Regions from separate parts of the Mus musculus genome. Here all the other regions are linked to region 3. The links are chromatin contacts, called in public HiChIP or PLAC-seq and promoter capture Hi-C maps. All regions are on one chromosome and are shown on one strand. Each heading gives the region's core, a stretch centred on a gene start, on an enhancer-like site or on the middle of the called end of the contact. The rest is flanking DNA. Distances are from core to core; before and after follow the strand shown. Region 1 overlaps Phf21a (PHD finger protein 21A). Region 2 overlaps Ambra1 (autophagy/beclin 1 regulator 1). Region 3 has its middle 23 kb from the start of Dgkz.

Region 1 (3,922 bases), core at 727-3,226, 230 kb before region 3:
ACACTTCTGAGGATCCAAGCCGCCCCTTTATCCCATAGCACAGAGGTCTAAGAAATCCAGACAACTGGGGCTGGTGAGATGGCTCAGTGGGTAAGAGCACCCGACTGCTCTTCCGAAGGTTCAGAGTTCAAATCCCAGCAACCACATGGTGGCTCACAACCATCCTTAACAAGATCTGACTCCCTCTTCTGGATTGGTCTGAAGACAGCTACAGTGTACTTACATATAATAAATAAATGAATCTTTAAAAATATCTTTAAAAAAAAAAAAAAAAGAATTTTAAAAAAGAAATCCAGACAACTAACTAAAAATCCACAAAAGATAAAGGAAGACAAAATACAGCCTACACTCCAGACTCACTACTTTCAATCTTAGAACTACATCTTTCATTAAGCTATAAATACATGAATGAAAGTCATAAGAATCCCAAATTCACAGGAAGGTGTAGTGGACAGTGGTTACTTCTTGACCAATGGCTGCAGTCTTTAAGCATCACAGCAGTGCACAGCAAAGTCAATATGCTTGCAAAGTATCCAACTGGCTGATGCCTGAGATGGAGAGGCCAGAGAGCAAGGGAGGAAATCTTCTCAGTACAGTATAGTGATGATGATGGCGATGGCCATGACTTACAAACTTCTCCTACAATATACACAAAACTTGTTTAAGTCGCTTGTTTTGTGGTAGAAGAAATGAACAGAAATAGGCCTTGCTTCATCATATTATAAAGTAGAAAAATCATCAAAAGTTTCTACAGCTCTAAGCTATAAATGTTTTGAGTCTAATCACGGTGAAAACTTAATTACAGATCAGACTCAGTAATTCATTCCATATCCCAAGACAACTCAAACTCAGTCTTAACAGTCAGTTAACCTCAAGACCAAAGCTCCTGCCATCATCAACAAAAACAACAAAGGTATCTACAAGGCATTATAAAAGAGCCTGGGCTTATCTTGGTGTACAGGGACTTAAGCTAGTGCCTCCTATTAACACTAATGGGAGTTTGGAGCACAGACCATCAGCACTAAGGAGGAGGGGGAAGGCCCAGCTCTACATCAGAGAGGCCCTGCAAGCACACTAACTGCAACTCCTGGGAGTTCTGATCTCAGAATTGGGGCAAGAGACCCAAATTCCTGTCTCTGAAGCACAACTACAATTCAAATAAAAGCCACTAAGGAAGGTCACTTGGTAAACACCAGACTTAGAAAGAAAGGGAAGGAGGAAGGGAGGGAAGGAAGTAAGGAAGGAGGGAGGGAGGGAGAGTAAGAGGGGGGTACATTTAAAGAAAAATTAATTGTTTTTTAATTAAAGCACAATAAACTCAAATACAGTGAGAAGCTTATCCAAAGAAACATGCACACAACACAAAAACTCCTCCCTGGTACACTACAACCCTGTTTTTAAACATGGAGAAACCCTGCAGTCCTGACAGCCAAGAAAACCAGAACTTCCCAGACAAACAGATAATGATCCCAAGCTGCCACTGACAGCCAAACAATCTAAATAAAACACCAGCTCCTTAACCTTACTGTGAGCTGCCATACTTCCCTTAGATGCAGGACTGCTGGCCTAACCAGGCTAGAAGATGAGCAGGTAACTTCAGGCTCTGGAAATTCTCCCCCTCCTCTCCCTCTCCCCCTCTCCCCCTTCTCTCCCTTCTCTTTGCAAACACAGGCACAAAGGCAATGATGCTCTTTGAGCTGATGAGGTTTTAGAAAGGCAAGTTTGGTGTGGCATAGGAAACTAAGAGCAGGCCTTGTTGAAGTAATGACAGAAAAAAAAAGAAAAAGAAGGCTTTCCCAAATCCAATTCAAAGATTAAAACAATGGACATTTATTTTAGCTAACAGGCAGTGGCAACAATTCACTTTCTTAAAAAGAGTTATTAAAATCTTCCCCGTGCACGTCTCAAAAGAAACTCAGGACCTTTCCACCTACTAAGTTGACGACATACACAGAGCCCTTACTCAGGCCTAAAGACTAAATCTGATTCCTGTACAATTTACATCTAAAAACCCTGTGTGGTCAACATATCGATTCTTGACCATCACTGCTGTACTAGTGAGCATCTATCTTCTCTGTACTCTCAGATGTGCTGATGAGAAATTGAAACATTACAATACGCTAGGACTCCTAACTTTTCAAATAAAACCACCAAGAAACAGAAGTGTGAAACATACAGCCTCCATCCTGCTAAGCAGTCCTAAAACTTGAAAGTGAAAGCAATACAGACCGCAAAAGAAGTTGTTTGCTTGATGGTAATGCTAGCCTTTAAAATCAAAAATATGTTCTGTTACAGAAGACTGAAATAAGGGCTTCCATTAACCTTGTTTAAAAAAAAAAAAATCCCATGAGCATAGATTTTTTTCCCTAAGTCTCTTCATCAGAGCAGCATGGGGTCCCATTAGGCACCCTATTTTACTTCCACCTTATAAATAACGTTAGCTGTTCACTATTTCCATGGAAACCAAGTACAGTGGAACCCACTTAAATGAATACCGGTTAAAGGAATAGTTTTATTTGAGAAGGTTTTTGCTGCTCTAGATGAACTCTACTGGGGAATACTACAAAGTCTCCTTAAGTATAATTTTTAAAAGTATATCTTTGGTGTAGAGGGAGCTTATTAAAGGTCCTGTTAAGCAAGTACACTCCTTGCACTAAACTAAATATGCCAAACAACATCATAACATTAAAGATGCATTTCCCATGCACTGCATGGGGGTTTGAATGCACAACTTGCACTGACTAGACTTCTTCATGCATTGGGGTGGAATAATTACCCCTCTGGGTCTAATTTAAACTAATAAAACAAGAAATTCAGTAAGGCTAGCATCACCTTTACTGACTAGTAATAAATGGGTCCCACACTGCAGGTACACGTGCAACTTACTGCCCTAGAGAAGAGCAGACAGGGGGCAGAAAACTAAGCTCTCCTCATCACTGGTACCTGGTTTAAGATCAACAAACAGTCCAAATTCCTGGCTCAGCAAAGTACTCTACAAGTTACAACAGGAATGCTTAACACACAATCAGTCTGAATACAAAGAGAATACTCATAAGGAAGTGTATGCGACAGGGTGATTTACAACTCTGTCATACAGTTTCCTGCGCTAAAATTCTAAAAATGATGATTATAGGTGTCAAATATAAAAAGTTACAGCCAAATGTACACAAAATAAGGTACAACCTATAAGAGTAAATTTAAAAGTAATTATCAGACTTTCTAAAGTTCTGGAGATGTAGCTCAGTTGGTAAAGTGCTTGCTCAGCATGTGGAAGACCTGGTTCAAGGCCAGCACCACATGAGCTGGCATAATGGTACATGCCTAACAACCCCAACACTCAGGATGTGGAGGCAAGATCACAAGTTGTAGGGTCTGGTGATGCACACATTTAATCCCAGCACTCTGGAGGCAGAAGCAGGCTGGCCTCGAACTCAGAAATCCACCTGCCTCTGCCTCCCGAGTGCTGGGATAAAAGGTGTGCGCGCCACCACACCCGGCTTCAACATAAAATTTTAAAGGGTTTTGAACAACTGCTGAGCAGGGTAGCACATATCTTTAATCCCAGCACATGGAAAGCAGAAGCAGGTGCATCTTTTTAATTCAAGGCCTGCCTGGTCTATATTTATAGTGAATTCCAGGACAGCCAGTACTACACATAGAGATGGAGAGAGAGAGAGAGAGAGAGAGAGAGAGAGAGAGAGAGAGAGAGAGAGAGAGAGAGAAAGAGAGAGAGAGAGAGAGAGAGAGAGAGAGAGAGAGAGAGAGAGAGAGAGAGAGAGATTAAAAAAAACATGTCTTCATGTATATCTCAAAGAATAAACTACCTATTTTTAAGACCCTGGTATAGTCCTTAAAAGCTACTGAATTTATACCCAACATAATCATTAATTTAAGTAACCACAATTAATTTTCAAATTTTAGA
Region 2 (3,548 bases), core at 473-2,972, 140 kb after region 3:
TGTGCAAGCAGATGCCTGTAATCTCAGTACTAAAGGGGTTGAGGCAGGATGATAATAAATTCAAGGTAATCCTATGCTACATAATGGGTTTAAGGGCAGCCTGTACATTACTCCCTGTGAGACCCTTCCCCTAACATATATTAAAAAAAATTCAGTGAGAGAGCAAAACAGCATGAATGAGGAGACTAATTTATACAGAGGCCAAATTTTATTTTATTTTGTAAATCTTTTTTTTTTTCTTTTGGTTTTTTGAGACAGGGTTTCTCTGTATAGCCCTGGCTGTCCTGGAACTCACTTTGTAGACCAGGCTGGCCTCGAACTCAGAAATTCGCCTGCCTCTGCCTCCTGAGTGCTGGGATTAAAGGCGTGCAACACCATGCCCAACGGGGCCAAATTTTATAATGACAGTTGTACAGTAGAGCAGGCATAGTGGATAGAGCCTGTAATCCCAAAACTCTGGAGGAAGAACCACGAGGACCAGGGTGAGTCTACAACCAGACTGAGCTACACTGTGAGCTCCAGGCCACCGTGAGTCAGAGCAAGACACATATATTTCAAAAAAACCAACTAACCAAACAAAGAAACAAACACAACCAAACCACAACAAAAGTCCTCACACAGCATGTCACATATGTCTTATTCCAAAGGCTTCACATATGTGAGTTTATTATTCTCCATTTGAAATTCTGGGCCTAGAAGTATTTTGAATTTTAGACTTTTCCCCCTTGATTATGGATTGTTGGGACCCAAGTGAAATTTAAAACTTTTACTTCAATGTATACACAGTGTAAAGGTAATCATACAATATTCTGAGTAATTTTATACATAAAACAAGGTGATATTGTATGAAACTCTCCTCCTGTACTTTACTGATGCTCAGATTTTCAGCTTAGGAATGTTCCACTTGCTAATTCATTTAACCCTTAACTCTATATGCTAAGCTCTATCTTAGGTATATTATACATATGAAAAACCTGTGTCACAAAGTTAAACAAATTATCAGAGATTAAACTGCTAAAAGGAGTAAAATAAAGATTTCACAATAGACAATCTGATTCCAAAGCCCGCCTGTCAACAGACTGCAAATGTCAGCTGCCCTTCTGAAGCCGCACTCAAACTATTAATAGGGACACAATCTATGCTTTTTCAAATTATACTAAGAGTCATACAGCACTTATACACGGCCCTGAGCTAACCTATCTGGACTAACAATGGAAATTCTAGAGGAATCATTCATTTTTTAGTGGTAGGTCCCAAACAAACAACAGTAATAATAACAACAACAACAATAACAACAAACTCAACCCCTCAAAAAACAATACAGAAACCAAAATTAGGTCATTCTCTGGCTAGACTGCAAACCCCCTGAGAGCATTTAATTCTCTTAAAATACCCAATGCGCCTTGGAAACAACTAGGCAATAAGCATTTATAAAGTGCTGTGTATTTCAAAATGACAATACAAAAAGGACTCAGGGGTAAAGAGGAAAAAGGGTAAAAAACAAGTTTCAAATATTAAAGGGCCAGTAAAGTTTACTGACAAGCCCAATTTTATTCCCCTAGAAAGGCCTGAAGGAGTGCAGGCACACAGCATAAACATTTGAAAGTAGGTTCTCAATAAGCAAAACTCTCACTGGTGTTCTAAGAAGAGTCTAGGGCAAAGGGCTGTGATCAAAGAGTGTATAACTGTGCCAAGTAAGAGAAAAGCCCTACCTGCAGCTGGCCAGCAGCTGGACTGTGTTCTCAGGAAGTACAACATTTACTATTTCCCAGGCAACCAAGCCAGCCCTTTATCACCCTCACTTTCATCACTGAAGCAGAAGGAAAGGTAATTGGGTTAATTATTAAAGCAGCACTAGTCAGTACCACCACCACTGACTGTCCACTTGTCTGGGGTTATAAACAGCCATCTTAACTGTTGTTGAGTTGGAATGTGGTACTTACTTTACTTGCCTGGCTACAGTGTCCCAGAGGTGTACAGAGCAGAGAGAGAAAGAATGTAAAATCAGTATTTGTTTCTATTTGTACTAAATACCAAGATAGCCCATCTGTGTCTATTGTCATTCATCTTTCCCAAAAATGATAATTCAAGTGCATAGTGGTATATAATGCATGATAAAGCAATTTGTTGTACTAAATAATGCTGTTGCTATCAGATTATCAAATTATACTAATTCCTAAAAAATCAGAAAGCCCCAGATGTTAACTGATGTGAATGGAACTAGGGTGGAAAGACCTTGAATGGAAGTCCTAATGTAACAGACAAGTGGAAGACATGTAAGAAAGAGCACTAGTGTTTTATAGAAAGTAGGAAGAATGTCAGTGCTGGTAATACAATATCCACAAACAGCACTTGGGCAAGGTAAGGTAGGATTGCAAGCATAAGGCCAAGCTGTGAGACCCTGTCTCGATGAACAAAAATAATCAAATGAGAAATAGTGTTTGGAAGGAGACTAGAAAATAAGTTAATAAGGAAAAGCAAAGTTTTGAAAATATTTTATTACTATTTATTTTACATATACATCTGTGTATGTCTGTATATGTGCATGTGCCTGAAGTTAGGGACATCCCTTGGATGCTGGAGTTACAAGCAGTTGTAAGCTGCCTGATGTGGGTGGTGGGAGTTGAACTCGGGACCTCTGCAGGGATAGTACTTGTTCTTAACCACTGAGTCATCTCTCCAGCCCACCTTACCCAAACTAGTCAACAAACAGCAGGATGCCTGGAGCGCAAGATCACAAAAAGCAATTAAATTGTGTTTGTAGTATCTCTAGATTTTACATACATTCCAAGGACAGCACAACAGAGGGAAGGGGAACAGAGCTACGGAGAACAATGTTTACCTATCTCACCAATCAAGTCTATATAAATATCAAGCAAATTATAGTAAATGTTCTTTGAAAATCAGGGAAGGCATTAAAATGGCCTAGTAGATGATATCATGTAATACAAAGTCATAGTACGAGAACTCAAACCGAAAAAGCACACTAAAGATACAGAAAACAAACACAAAAATGATGGACAAAAATCCACAATAATAACTTTAAATGTGAATGAATAATCCAAAGACATGACCGTCTGACTCAAGGAAAAAGATGTGGGCCAGTGAGAAGGCTCAGCGAGGAAAAGTGTTCACTGTGCCTGACAAGCCTAGTTGGATCCCCAGAATCCTCGGTGGAAGGAAAAGAACCAAACCCTAAAGCTGTCCTCTCACACAGAACGGACGAGCTGTGCATGACACGTGCATCTCCACACATTTACATATCATGTACTTATACACAAATAATATATTTTCTAAAACTAAGATACACCATATGCTTTCTTTTAGTTAAAAAGAAATCTAAATAAAAGCTACTCATAGTGACTTATAAATGGGAGGCTCGCTGTGGGTTTGAGGCTAACCTGGGTTAGAGAGTAAGTTCCAGGCCACCCTGAGGTACACAGTGAAACTATGCCAAACAAACGAACAAATATAAAAACAACTAAGTTGGGGCTGGTGAGATGGCTCAACAGGTAAGAGCACCCGACTGCTCTTCTGAAGGTCCTGAG
Region 3 (3,507 bases), core at 969-3,468:
CCTGAGAGCTGAAGGGGCCTTAATGGTTATGAAGCCATTAGGCCTATATCACTTGAGAAAGAATAGAGAGGGAAGTTAGCCACCATCCTGAAGTGGGATGATGCTCAGAGGAAAAGGAAATAGGTTTGGTTCCCAAGAGCCCTGCCTGCGCTTTGGGAACCTTGAGCATGCTAGACTCCATTACCAAGATCTTCCAGAGCCCTGCCCGGGGCCTCCAGCTAAGATACAGGAGCTCCTGAAAGTGTCCCTGGGGGAAGAACAGAACATGAAGAATCTTGGAAGAAATATTATTGATTTGGGAGTCAGGAGACATGGACAAAGGCACACATACTCTGTTTCTTGGATGTCTGGGCTCCTACAAAAAGCACCACACCAAGATTTTTCCCTATATTCAAGTCAGGGAAATGTATCAACTGCTGCTAGAAAAGAGGCCTTGTAGAATAGAAAACAGAGCATCACTAAAGAATTGACTAGATGCTATATGTGCATGAGCACACATAGGGATGGAGAGGCAGCTCTAAGGACTGAAACACCCCCATGCAGGAGCTGTTCCACAGGTCAAAATGGGAGTCCCAGGCCATCAAAGATGCATAGTAACCAAGTTGGATCTCTTCTTCTGAGGATTGCACCAGGGCAGGGCTGTACAGGATGAGGCCATGCTGAGGCTGGCCAGCGGTCTAGTCTTCTCCCCAGAACTGGGCAAGGCATTAAGGCAAGGGGAGCCTCTGGGTCTGGAAAGAGAATGCAGCTCTAGGCCCTTTGAGCCTTCTGTGGTAGAGGAGGAGGTGTAAATCCGGAGAGGCCTGCTGCACTCTCTTCCAGGCTGTCCCAGGGCTGTCAGGAGCTCAGGCCCACCGTGACCCTTTTCACATCCTCTGCCTGCCACTTTCATAAAGCTCTAGCTCACAGCTAAACCTCCAGTCCTGCTGTGAGGAGTGGCTAAGAAAAGCAGTTGAAAGCCCTTCACGGAGAGAAAGGGCTTTCAGGCAGAAGTGTGGGGGCAATGAATATGAGGGTGGGTGGGTGTGTGCAAGCGGAAGCAGGACTGAGGCCAGGCTGCTTCTGACGCAAGTGAGGACCACAGGGGCTTTCAGCAGGATTGGAGAAGATGCTAGGGAGGAGGGGCCTGACGAGAAGTACCTCTGGGCTCTTTCCAGAGCCATCATAAGCTAGCAAACAAAACAAGTTTGGATTTGAGAAGGGTCAAAGGGGACCTAGTTTCCAATAAATCCCATCAGAAAGGGCAGGACAGTATGTAGAGCCCATGTGTCTCACATGTGTATCTGGACTGGGGAGAAGCTATCCCAAGCACAGAAGGAGTCCTAACCAGTTAGGGTTGGGTTCAAGAGACTTCTTGCAATGATGACTCCAGCTAAGGAAGACAGAGGGTATGAGGGATGCTGTGTTTGTGGACCACCTCCAATGTTATGCCCAGTAGGTACCAAACCAGATCACCTAAGTATGTCTTTTTAAATGAATTTTTTTAAGAAAAGATTAAAAAAAAATGTGTGTGTGAGAGAGAAAGCCTGCATGCCAGATGTGTACAGGATCCTAAAGAGACAAGAAGGTCAGATGCCCTGAAATTGGAGTTACAGGCAGTTGTGAGCCACCATATGTTCCTGGGAACTGAACTTGGGTTTTATTCAAGACCAGCTCATTGCAGAACCATCTCTCCAGCCTCCTAAAATGTATTCTTAAGGCTGGAGTTGTAGCTCCATGACAAAGTGCTTGCATAGCATGGGTGGGATCCTAGGTTCAATCTCTTAAGACCTCAAGAAAAAATAAATAAAAAATAAAATGGTTTCTTAAAGCCTTGGACTCGGGTTAGAGTCTCGATCTGGATCTGTAAACCTCTCCAGTAATTCTGGTAGCCCTGTCAGTTTGAAAACCACTTGTTTGTACCTATGGAGACGTCAAAGAGAAAGATTCTGGATAAAAGAGGGTACAATGGATATTATTTGCTGGGTGTGGCTGGCAGAGGTATCCCTGTACAGATTCAATCATGGCCCAGACGCTCTGGCCCTGCCGACACACTGCCTGACACGGACTTAGGAGGCGGAGGCTCAGACTTTTTCCTCGACAAAAGTAGGATCCTGCACAAGGCCAGACAGTAAATATTTCAGGCGTTGGAAGTCACGTGCTCCTTGTCACAGCTATTCAGCCCTGCCAGTGGTGCACAAAGCAATCACAGGCAGCGTGTAAAGGAATGAGGGCGCCTGGCTTCCTCTTAAGTTTTGCTTACGGACCCTGAACTTTACAACTCGTGTCATCTCACTGTCGCAAACTATTATTCTTTTGGTACTTCCTGTTTCTCGAAATGTTGAAACCATTGAAACCATTCTTAGCTCACGGGACCCTACACAATCAGGCAGTGGGTCGGATGAGGCCCTGGAGCCATGACTCAGTAGACAGCACACTGATGCGGTAATCCACCTGGGCAGAGACCATTCCAACACGGGCAGCAATTTCCACACATGGGCACATGGGCTTGGGGTCTGAGGGTTTGAGGGTTCCCGGAAACCAGCGCTGACTCTTCTGAGCCTGTGAAACTTTCACCTCTAACCCTGTTTCCTCATATGGAAAATGGGAACAATAGTATCCACTCAGTAGTACGGCTTGAAGGATATTATAGACAAGCGGCATACAGGGGAAGTAATGAACCGCCCCCTAGATCTCTCGCTAGAGTAAGACCGGTTAGGGAGGTCCAGGAAGGATGGTGGATGCTGCCTCTGAGCAGTGATAGTGGGAACAGAGGCTAGCAAAGCTAGCCAGAGACTGAGAGCAGGAACTGAGCATGTCCCAGCCCCCACTGCCCCCTTTCCCCTCCACCCTTCCAGGACGGCTAGTGGCGCCAGTTGGCAGGGAGGGTGCCCCCTGCAGCGGGCACAGAGCCGCAGGGACACAGCTCCTCGAGGGAGGGGCACCTGATCCTACTCTCCCTGCTGCTATTTACCAGAAGCTAAAAATAACCCTGGAGTGACAGGGAGATGGGGCCGATTTGTAATTTAAATAGCAACAGGATAAAGCAAGAAGCTTGCAAGAGATCACATTCTGTCCCGAATTAAAAATGCAAAAACCGGGGGCAGAGAGCTGAGCTGGAGCAGGGGGAGGGAGGGGACTGCTGCCAAAGGAAGCCGGAAGCCGGGGGTCCGTCCATTTTCCTTCCTTGCCAAGAACGGGAGCCCAGGCCCTGACCAGAACTCTTTCCTCCAGTCACAGGTTCACGCAGAAGAGGGAATGAAAGGCCAGAGCCTTCAGAGTCCAAGGGCGGGAATAGACTCATTCTAAGGCCTTATAGCAGCAGTTGGCCGCCCAGAAGAGGGCTTCACCAGAGGATGTGTCCCCAGCAGCTCAGATGCCAGATGGCATAAGCCGCTGAGTATGCCCAGGCTGCCTGGAGGTAGCTGTGGCTTTTGAGGAGGTTCCCAGGGGCACTTTGGAAGAAGTGAGGGCCAAAGAAGTTTTTGTCTCAGTCAGTACATTTTCACATCAGGGCATTCAGAAGAG

What was found. HiChIP or PLAC-seq counts read pairs in DNA pulled down with a chosen protein or histone mark. Capture Hi-C pulls out chosen DNA fragments and counts their contacts.
Region 1: a contact with region 3 is called in an H3K4me3 HiChIP or PLAC-seq map of bone marrow-derived macrophages, with 2.6 times the contacts expected there. The contact joins two enhancer-like sites. A contact is called at or near these places in 11 of 39 promoter capture datasets (the 3T3-L1 cell line, 3T3-L1-derived adipocytes, the HPC-7 cell line and 7 more), 6 of 484 Hi-C or Micro-C datasets (B cells, cerebellar granule neurons, embryonic stem cells and 2 more) and 7 of 115 datasets of contacts at active chromatin or transcription factors (SST interneurons, bone marrow-derived macrophages, embryonic limb bud and 4 more).
Region 2: a contact with region 3 is called in a promoter capture Hi-C map of liver. The contact joins two enhancer-like sites. A contact is called at or near these places in 2 of 115 datasets of contacts at active chromatin or transcription factors (bone marrow-derived macrophages and effector CD8 T cells) and 3 of 9 other capture datasets (adipose tissue, liver and pancreatic islet).

The regions. Positions count from the first base shown.
Region 1 is chr2:92,203,670-92,207,591 of GRCm38.p6, reverse strand. The region is part of intron 1 of Phf21a (PHD finger protein 21A); the gene reads right to left. Among named protein-coding and RNA genes, the nearest start is that of Mir1955, 14 kb to the right of the region's middle. Within about 2 kb of position 1,976, at least 55 of the 459 cell types and tissues checked have an H3K27ac peak or open chromatin away from gene starts, as enhancers often do. A contact at or near this core is called in B cells, bone marrow-derived macrophages and memory CD8 T cells, where this site is marked.
Region 2 is chr2:91,830,660-91,834,207 of GRCm38.p6, reverse strand. The region is part of intron 11 of Ambra1 (autophagy/beclin 1 regulator 1); the gene reads right to left. Among named protein-coding and RNA genes, the nearest start is that of Chrm4, 90 kb to the left of the region's middle. Within about 2 kb of position 1,722, at least 27 of the 459 cell types and tissues checked have an H3K27ac peak or open chromatin away from gene starts, as enhancers often do. A contact at or near this core is called in adipose tissue and liver, where this site is marked.
Region 3 is chr2:91,971,127-91,974,633 of GRCm38.p6, reverse strand. It overlaps a transcript of Dgkz not described here. Among named protein-coding and RNA genes, the nearest start is that of Dgkz, 23 kb to the right of the region's middle. Within about 2 kb of position 2,218, at least 145 of the 459 cell types and tissues checked have an H3K27ac peak or open chromatin away from gene starts, as enhancers often do. A contact at or near this core is called in B cells, adipose tissue, bone marrow-derived macrophages and 2 more, where this site is marked.